Regions from separate parts of the Arachis hypogaea genome. Here region 2 is linked to region 1. Evidence: chromatin contacts called from public Hi-C data. All regions are on one chromosome and are shown on one strand. The core of a region is the stretch at or near the end of the contact, and the rest is flanking DNA. Distances in the headings are between cores, read along the strand shown.

Region 1 (5,299 bases), core at 535-3,034:
TTATATTTAAAATTTTATTTTTACATATCTTTGTTGTAACATGAACTAATAAATTGGTATATTCAAGAAAAAATCTACCAACAAATTATTATTTTTATCGGAAAAAAAATAAAGAATCAAAATCTGGAATATCTCCTGGAATCACAAGATCAGCAAGACACTCTGGTAAATCGTTTGAGTCGTTTTCTTTCTGTTGATCAGAAATTTCTAAAGTAGTAAATTTGAAACCTTTGCGATCTGATGGATAACTTCTTGCTATTCGTAGATTCTTAGTCCTTGACTTTTTCATTATCTTTTGTGGGTATAAGGTGGCCAAAGTTTGCAATAGTATATCCTTATTCCTAGTATTGTAATGATGCCTTGATCTCATTGTTCAGTCTTTAATTATTGTCTAATTGATAAGTTTGAATTTCTGATAAGAAACAAACAATTTGTGACTGATTAACTCTCGAGTCTCGATTTGCCGAATTAGAAGATAGAGTGAGAGAAAAAAAGGTAACGAATAATTTGTGAACATATACAATCAATTTATTAGGTAATTCAATCAATTTATTAGGTAAAGATAATAATGTAAACTCGACTTTATTGTAATTTTGTTATCTTATCTTATCTAAGGTTATGAAAATCGGACTGATCAATAAATCGGTAAAGTTACCACGGTAAAGTTACCAATTTACTGATTTGATCGAGATTTCACCAAAATTTAATCGATTTAATTAAATATTATAAAAATATTAAAAAATTTATATAATTTTTTAAATATATAAAGTCATCCTATAATCTTTTATCGATAGAACTGAGATGCTCTCAGTTTCAATTTTTCATACTTTCTAAAACCAAAATAAATAAATTAAAAAAAAAAAATTCAACTAAATAAAGAAACTCTTCATCACAAATCATAATTAACAACAACTCAGACAATCCAAAAAATTAACAAATTATTCCAAAATCATTCTAATAAATAACTCAAAATCATTATAATCAACAGAAAAAACAAAAAACAAAAACAGCAACTCACAATGGTTACAATCAACCAAGATAAAAGGATTCAACAGCGACAAAAATTCTGTCCGGAAATCAGACTCCAAAATCAACAGAAGAGCAATTCAGAATCTGAGTATCATTATAATCAACTCCAGTTTCATAAATATTGGCAAATCAAAATAAAATAACAAATTCACAAAATCAGTAACACAAAACGTCAGAGGATCAATAACAAATTCTTTCCAAAAAATTTAACAAAATAAGCACAAGTTTCATAAACATTGGCAACTCAGAATAAAATAACAAATTCACAAAATCAGTAACTCAGAATGACAAACCCTAGATTAGCAACTTAATTATTAACAGTAAAACCAACAAACACAGAGGAGACGAGGAGGAGGCAGCGACACCGGCGAACACAGTATTATCAAAATCCAAGTCACAGTGCTTACCGGCGGCGAGGAAGAAAGGGAGTGACGGCGATGACAGAGGAGACGGCGACACCGGCAAACACAGAGAGAGAGAGCTCGAACACAGGAGACAACGACGGCCACAGAGCTTCCACACGACGGCGAGGAAGCTTCCTACGATGGCGACACAGCTTCCAAGGATGGTGACAGATCTTCCTATAACGGCGACACAGCTCCTGCGACGGCGACGGAGCTTCCGCACGCGACGCCCCTACCTAGCGGAGACGAGTTCGGCGATGACAATGAAGCGTGGTTGCGTGGCTCTAGGGGCTGCGGGGCGCGGTGGCTAGGGGCCTGGGGGGCTAGGGTTCTTTGTGCCTTCAATTTAAAATTTGCAGTTCAGTTTCAGAGAGAAGAGAGGAATGGGGTTGGGAGCGTTGGGGATTTAGGGTTCTTTTATTAATTTTTTTTAAGAATTTAAAACGGCGCCGTTTGAACTTTAGAGGGAAAAAGGGGAGGGGAGGGGGGGGGGGTCTAAACCGAAAACCTTGTAAAAAATCGACTAATTTTAACAATTCACCGGTTAACGCCGGCTCGACTGATATTTTGACCGATTTTTTTATCTGACAATTTAGAGAGTTAACCGAATTGGATTAATGACCGATTTTCAATTAATTCAATTGAATCAACTAATCAATTCGATTTTTAGAACTATGATCTTATCTTAAAAATAAAAAATTTGAACTATGGATATTTTGTTGTTAATAACTCTTATTTATATTAATTGAAATCAAATCAATGTAGTATCTTTGATTCAAATTTCAATTTATCTTGAAAATATTAGAGATTCTTATAATCTGCTAATCAATTTAAACTAAAACATTAGATAACTTTTTTATTCATGGATGGTTAGTTGAGATTTTATTTGTAATTTTATTTAAATTTAATTCAAAAAATAATTTTAAATGAACAAAATAAACTAAAATAAATTTTTGATATCCACTTGAAATAGAGATTTTGTCTAAAAAATAAAGTCCTAACTCAAATATCTTAAAAAAATTCTAAATCTCTATGTGTGAAAACTCTACACAATTCTTAATCTTCTGCTATTAAAAGCTATATGTTAATGGTTTTCATGGTTTAATAGAATATTAAAAATTTTTACGTACTAGTTACGCTAAAATTTAAAAAACAAAAGAGAAGTGCAGAGATATTATTTCAAACAAATGCAGCAAGTGAATAAAACCCCACAAGAAAAATTAATTAGAATATGTCTTTTTTGCCGTTTAAAATTAAATCCAATTTTTTATTTTTTTAATAAATACCTTCAGGCTGATTTATGAATGAAAATTTTCTTCTACGTCAAGAAAGAGCATGTCTTTTTGCACATATCAATTAAGATCACATATCAATCAATTTATGTGAAGATAATAATGTAGACCATTATTATATCTTTGAAAAGAAGATATTTGTTTCTTGCCCTTGAGAAAATTACCAACAAACAAAACAAAACTATTTGAAATTACAATCTTGATTTCTACAAGAAACTATTTAGGTTAATAGTTAATGTGAAACTATTTGTACCAATTTATTCGAGCTTTAGGTACTACAAAATAAAGTATCAGATGTTTTTATATATAACAACTAAAACTAAGCCAAGATAATTTATTTCGTATTAAGAATTTTGTCAAATAATATAGTTGATCAGATATAAAGGCAAATTCTGTGGTGCCCATAATTTTGGTATCGAAATTACTGAATTTGTCTTTTATGGTAAGTTTTAAATATTAAAAAATTATTTACTTTTATATTTTTTAATTTAAATATTAATTTTTGAAAAAGTATAAGGAGCCAATGAAATATTTGTATAATGTGTACAATAGAGGTTTAAGGAGTATTAGAGATATAATCATTAGTGTTACCTTTTCCCATCAGTAGGTCAAGAGTTCGATCCTTGGTGAACTCCAAAATCAGTTTAAACTTTTGGGATGAGTGATTTCATGACCTGAGATGTTTATTATCCTAGTAAACGGATGATTATTCTGGATAATATGAGTGATGCTCATTTTGTAACTCAATAGCCCATTGTACACATTGTACACTTAAACCATTGACTTTCTAGCACTACTTTTAATTTTTATCTCTTTTTAGTAAATAAGACAAATTTATATAGGCACCGTACATAAATACCTGAGAAAGTTTTAGTTACCAAAAAAAAATTGTTTGTGCTGTATATATTTATGTAGAGTGCTATCAATTGCTATGAACACAAAGTGAATAAAGAACTCTTGAAAGAAGGGTGCTTCAATTTAATGCTGATGACAAGAGAAGTTCAAGTTAATTATAATTTAATGCGTGTATATATAAGGCATATAATTTTGTTATCTTATCTAACAATAAGAGATTTGAACCATCCGATTTAGATAATCTTATTATCTTCCAACGTAATAAAATAACATCATTTTTTTATTTCCGATGAGATATTCGAATTAAAGATAAAAATTAGGATTACTCAATTCATATGGATAGATTTATGTATATATAAATTAAGGCAATTTAATGATTTTACATATACTGCCACATTTATTAGGGGAAAATTAGGTTAACAAGTTACAGAAATTAAAAATAAAGTGCAGGGACCCGATTATTTTAAACAAATGCTGGCAGTAAACCCAAAAAGGAGACAAATAATTTGAGCATTTCCTTTTGCCGTATTAAAATTAAATCCGGTTCTTTTTTTCCTTTTTTAATAAACACCTTCAGGCTGATTTATGAATAAAATTTTTCTTCCTCGTCAAGAAAGAGCATATCTTTCCATACATAAAGAAATAGATGAAACTAGAGAACGAGTAAAAGAATAAAACATAATACAAATACAAATAAACATTGAAAATTTTCTGTAGAATCAACTTAGCATTGGATGGATTATCAACCCTAAATCAATTTACCATTTCTAGTAATTGCAGTCAAATCAAGGCTACACAAGTTCAATGAATGCCATAGGTGCATTATCGCCCCGCCTCGGTAGGGTTCTTATGATTCTTGTATAACCCCCATTTCTTTCACCATATCGCTCTGGAACCTCTGCAAATAAAGCATGAACAATCTGCTTCTCATAGATGAAGCCGAGGGCTTGCCTCCTTTTATGAAGAGAACCATCCTTGGCCAAAGTGATCATCTTATCGACATACTTCCTAATTGCGCTGGCTCTTGCCCTGGTGGTTTTGATGCGACCGTATTTAAGGAGCTGAGTTGTAAGTCCTCGAATAAGTGCTCGGCGCTGATCAGGGGGCCTGTTGAGTTTGGGCACTCGCCTTCCATGCCTCATGGCAGAGACACGACCACCATTGTCGATAATGGTGAAACAGTGATCAAAGCCAGTGAATTCTGTACCAAGAAGAGAAAAAGCAGGTAGTGTTTAATGCATATCGAAGTCAGTGGAATCCAACTACAATATTTCAAAGCCTCATTCGTACAAGAGGAAGCAACACACAGCAATCTCTGCAGCAGTCATACAGTGTGATCACATTTCTTTACTTGATCTAACAAGACCAACACGTTGCTATAGATTGGTTCCTATCAGATTAGTTTCTTCAAACATATTAACCAGAATACACATCAGTAACAACTTTCACAGTTCCATTAAGTTTATCAATCAATTCTAAACGGGAATGAGGAATAAAAAGAAAACAAAGTGCCAACCTTCTTGATATTAAAGAGTCATCACTAAATATTAAGTAGCTGAGTTGTTAATATTTTACACCACGTGCCATTAATATAAGCAGCAAACGTAGAACGTTAGGTGGGTGAATCGCAGCTATCTTCTACCAAAAAGCAGTTTCAGTACAAACTTATAACAAGACACCGAGCAAAATTAAGCATTTCTGTTTCACAGATAAACAGCG
Region 2 (5,203 bases), core at 212-2,711, 43 kb before region 1:
GACTCATCAGTCATGTACCTAAATTGCTCACTCATTTATACATAAAGTTCTCCATTAGATACCTATATAAGTATGACTATTAGACATAAAACAACTCTTAAGTCAGCTTAATCTGTTCCGAAAAACATGGTCATGTCAACCTGTGCCCTTGAAAAGAGCATGCCTAAATAACATTTAGTTAGCTCACTCATCCACTTAAACAAGTGTCTAAGGTTCGAATCTCATCTTGTATATGTAGCAATCCGTTGGCTTGTCAGACCGGAGGATACCATAAGAAACCAATAAATAAATAACACTTGTGAAAACAGCACTCCAAAGATTTTATTACTAGCAAAACAACAAAAACTTCTCAGCAATGTCAGCTGGTGTCAACTGTGTGAGAAAGTAATTACCAACAGAATGAAACTACCTTATTTTGTCACGGATGCTATTTTTATAGTTCACTCACAGATCGTTAAAAAAAGAGAGCCAAAAACCAATACTTTTTCAACCCAAATTCCAGATAACTATGCTATTTATAAACAAAAAGTTAGGTATTGAAATATAAAACACAAAATAAAAGTGCGCCTGAAAACAAAAATTACCTCTTGTAGACTTCTCCAAAGGTGCCACCCCACAAGCGTTTCCTGAAGAGTCCTTCAGCACACTGATGTCCCTCCCAGAGCTCAAGCCCACCGGTGACGATACCGGGCACGAACACCACCGGATGCTTTGCCGTGAGCCCCTCCTTCTTCAGCTTCACCCCCGGCGGGTCCGGCAACGGCCCCGTGATCGCTTCCGTCACATACTGCGGCAGCGAAGCCGGCATCAGCTTGTACAAGAACAGCATCAACCACCACACCGTGCAAATGCACCCTACGAACCAGCAACAGCTATCGATGCAGGACCACTTCCTCTTCTTCTCTTGTTTCTCCTTGCTCTTCTCATCTTTCATCTTCTTCTTCTTCTTGTTCTTATCATTGTCATCTTCTCCGTGTTCTTTTTCTTCTTCTTCTTCTTCTTTGTTGTTCTCTTCGGCTTGAATCTCTTTGCTCTGAGCTTCCGATCCTCTTCTCCGTCGAACTGAAGACATTTTCTTACTACCAAACTCGTTTCTAGCCCAGAGCTTTCTCGAGAAAATTTATCAGTTATTTTCTTATTTTCCTTTTTTTCTTTTGTTTCAATTTCCCTTTTCAGAGTATAGAAAATTAGAAACGGATGAGATTGCGTTTTTCTTCTCTGCAGTTGAATTTTCAGCAGAAATTAGTTTAAATAATAATAAAAGAAATATGAAGAAACCGTTTGGGAAGCTTGGTCAACTCTGTAAGGAGAAACGGTTTAATTATTTTTCAGAGAACTTGAGCGGGGGATTGAAGCAGAGATTGAAGTAGCGTGTTTGGTGGTTAGAGCATCACTGAATTAGTGAAGGGAAAGTGGTCACAAATTATTTGTGTTTTATTCTTTTATTTATTGTTTTTCAAATCTGCCATTAAAATTAATTATTATGTATTTATATATAAATATATATTATTTATTTTATTTTTAATATATATTTTATATTAATAATTAATTTAAATATGTATATAATATAATTGATTTTTTTATGTTTTTTTTAAGAGAGCAGAATAGAAAAATCTATTATTATCGTGAAGCTGGGAAGGAGTGGTCATTGGCTGCGCCAACTGACAACACTGAATCTATTTCTAAAATCCAGATTTGACAACCTGGCAAGATTTTATTGGTTTGTTTCATGATAATCTAATTCAATTTTTTTATAAAATATATATTTAAAATAAATTAAATATTATATTTTTAAATAAATAATTAATCTTAATATACATATAATATTTTTATATACAAAATATATATATATGGAGCTATTTAAATATTTAACAAGAGATTAGAGATTTATGGTTTAACAAGAGCAATAAACATAAAGATTTTTACTGTAACATTTATTAATTATATTTTTTTAAAATTAAGAGTGAAATTCAAACTCAAAACTTATAGATAAAAATAAAAAAATTATATTATTTGAGTTATAGTTTATTGACTATTAATTATATTATTTTATTAAATAATTATATTATGAATTAATAAATTATACATAAATTTTCTTCTTACTGTTTCATTTCTTCTAAAAAATTATAAATTCTTTCAAAAGTTATAAATATTTTAAACTAAAAATATTAACAAATTTTTACATAAATTATTAATTTTTATGTCTGTTATCTGTTTTTTATTTTAAATTTTATTATATTTATAATTTAATGTACTTCACAGAAATTAATTTAAGAATGGAGGTAACAATGGAGATATGCAACTATATTGTATTTTGGCGTGTATTTTACTGTCGTGGATGTGTTGAAGTTAGTAACCTGCAAAACAGGTTATGTTTTGTCATACCAGAAATGAAAAAGTTGAGACACCTGCATACGTTTTGCATAAAACTAAAATCAGAAAGCTGCAACAACCTATAACAACCTGTGAAAAGTGGTTTTCGATTGGCAAGGAAGCAGATTGAGAGCTCGAAACGTGTCTCCGTCTCCTGCATGCAGACCGGACCTGCTTTGTTGACCGTGTTGAAAGTCGAAAAACGGAAGCTGTGTTTGGCAGTTGGCCAAGCCAAAACGCAGGTTGCGTTTGGCAATTTTTTCTCTTGCATGCACGCCACCTGTTGGATAAGAGTGTTGTGGGGTGTTTAAAATGCAAAACACCGAGAGAGAGTTACTGAAGAATATTGAGTGTTATATGAGGGAGTTACTCAAGAGTGAAAAATGTTGTTTTGTGAGAAAGGTTGTAGGAGGAAGAAGAGTGAAAAGCTTAGTTTTATTTAGTTGTTAAATAAAAAATGGTTCGTAATTTTATTAGACCTAAAGATCACATTATTGAGTACCAGGATTATCCTTAATAAATAAGTTTTCTTTTTTAATTTTATGATAAATAAATATATTTATTTAGATTTTATTTATTTATCTTTTAACAAACAATGTAATTAGTATTTTCGTTATTACTATTAATAATACTATTATTATTATTATTATTATTATTATTATTATTATTATTATTATTATTAGCCAGTATTATGATGTTTAAGTTTGATGAAAAAAATTGTTAGCATGAGTAATATAATAATAAAATACTGTGTAAGATACTAATAATAAATTATTAATATTTTTTAATAATAAAAAAATAATACTCTCTAATAAGAATAATAAATCGTTATTATTTTGTAATGAAAAATAAATAATGTTTAATTATTATTATTATTATTATTATTATTATTATTATTATTATTATTATAGTATTTATTATTATTTTTTAATAACAAAAAGTAAATAAATATTTTTAAATATTTTATTATTATTTTTTAAGATAATAATAGTAATAATTTTTTTTTATCCTTAACGTTTGGGGTCAAAATCAATTTTGTCCCCAATTTTTTTTATTAAAATACGTTATAAAACGTTATAAAATCATCATTTTATCCATAAACAATATTTTTGGACAATTTTATCCTTTTATAAAAATAAAAAATATTAAAACTAATATTAACAAACAAAAGAAACCCTCTCCATCCGAGGCGTATCTCTCACTCTCTTTTGGTCTTTCTCTTCTCTCCCTTTCCGCTACCCCACCACCCACCACCACTGCTCCCACCTCCTTCTCCATCTTCTTCTCCTTCTCCATCACTACCTCTCTCTCTCTCTTCACCACCACCACCACCACTTTCACCACTATACAGCTTACTACCTTTAACTCTAACACCAATCCTGCTAACTCTTCATCCATTAAAACCAACATCTGAATGGTTGAACAATATCACCCAATCGGTTGAACAAAATCAACACCTCCGCACCAACATCAATTAAATGCTCAAATTTGAAGATTAAGACTTTAAATGAAGAATAGAAGATAGAAATTAACAAAATCATTTCACTTGAAGCCGAAACAATTGGGTATCCAATTACAAAACATAGCACGATGAATATGCTATTCACGTTTACATAAGCTCTACAACCTTAGCCGAACTATTGGGGAAAACGCTTGTGAACATTCTAACTACGCAACTATCTTGATATACCACTAATTATGTATCAACTACAAGCAGTCGATAGAAACACATCACATCACACACAATCCGAACTTTCTCAAAGACACAATGAGCCAAAAAGTGAAAATCACCAACTCTATATGGAGATGGGGAAAATTACCTCTGCATCAGCATATGCTGATTGCCTCCTAATGCTGCATCGAGGATACTTGATAACTGATTTTGAACGGTACCATCTCAGTTTTAACTGTTTTCAAGATTGATTTCAGTTAAGGAACAGAGAAACAAAATCCCCCACAAAATCAGCACCAAAAATAATTTTAACTATTGATTTCACGGAGGGCTTTGGCTCCTCTTTCTAACGATTCCGGGTCGAAGCCGGACTTGTTAGGTTCATCGGGGGGAGATGGCTCCGTCTTAGAATCGGAAGTAGGGTCGGACGGCGAAGGCGAATTGGAAGGTGAAGAAGAGAAGAACAGGAAGCGAAAAGAAGAATCGGCGTGGGCGGCGCAATCGGAAAGCGAGGACATAAAAGCCACCGCGACGCAAGTGGTTAACCTAGCAGCTGCCATAGCTTCAGAATGGATCTTGAGGATCTTGGATTTTGGTGACGGTGGAGCTGTTGATGGCGCGGGAGTGGTTGGGCCATCGTGAGAACAAGGCGGCGATGGAGTTGTTGATGGCGTGGGAGTGGTTGGGTTGAGAACAAGGCGGTTGCAGAAATAAGGAGAGAGAGAGAGAGTGAGAGGTGAGACATGATGGGGTTACTGGTGGCCTGGTGGGGGTTAGTGGTGAGGGTGGTGTGAAGAGGGTAACATTTTTTTTTGTTTTTGTTTTTGTAAAAGGGTAAAATTATTCAAAAAATATTGTTTACGGACAAAAGGATGATTTTATAATGTTTTGTAACGTTGAGGATGATTTTAATAAGAAAAAAGGTCGAAAACGAAATTAATTTTGATCCCAGACGTTGGAGACAAAAAAAGTACTTATTATTATTATTATTGTTGGTTATTATAGAATACTGTATAATATTTATTATTTTTTAATAATTAATTATTATTTTTCAAGATAATAATAGTAATAATATCGTTTAGTTATCGTTTTTTTTTTATTATTATTATTATTATTATTATTATTATTATTTTAATAGAACTGTATAATATTTATTAT

Evidence for each region. A called contact is a pair of places that touch in the nucleus more often than the background predicts.
Region 2: a contact with region 1 is called in a Hi-C map of leaf, with 4 times the contacts expected there. The contact joins the promoter of LOC112710451 here to the enhancer-like site in region 1. A contact is called at or near these places in 2 of 8 Hi-C or Micro-C datasets (leaf and an unstated tissue).

What each region holds. Positions count from the first base shown.
Region 1 is chr9:13,369,361-13,374,659 of arahy.Tifrunner.gnm2.J5K5, reverse strand. LOC112710450 (large ribosomal subunit protein bL17c) reads right to left here. Exons shown (of 2, transcript XM_025762663.3): 2 at 4,163-4,781. The coding sequence ends at 4,372. Among protein-coding and RNA genes, the nearest start is that of LOC112710450, 4.0 kb to the right of the region's middle. Within about 2 kb of position 1,784, at least 1 of the 3 cell types and tissues checked has open chromatin away from gene starts, as enhancers often do.
Region 2 is chr9:13,412,517-13,417,719 of arahy.Tifrunner.gnm2.J5K5, reverse strand. It overlaps LOC112710451 (phospholipid:diacylglycerol acyltransferase 1), which reads right to left and starts at 1,461. Exons shown (of 6, transcript XM_025762664.3): 1 at 585-1,461. The coding sequence starts at 1,072.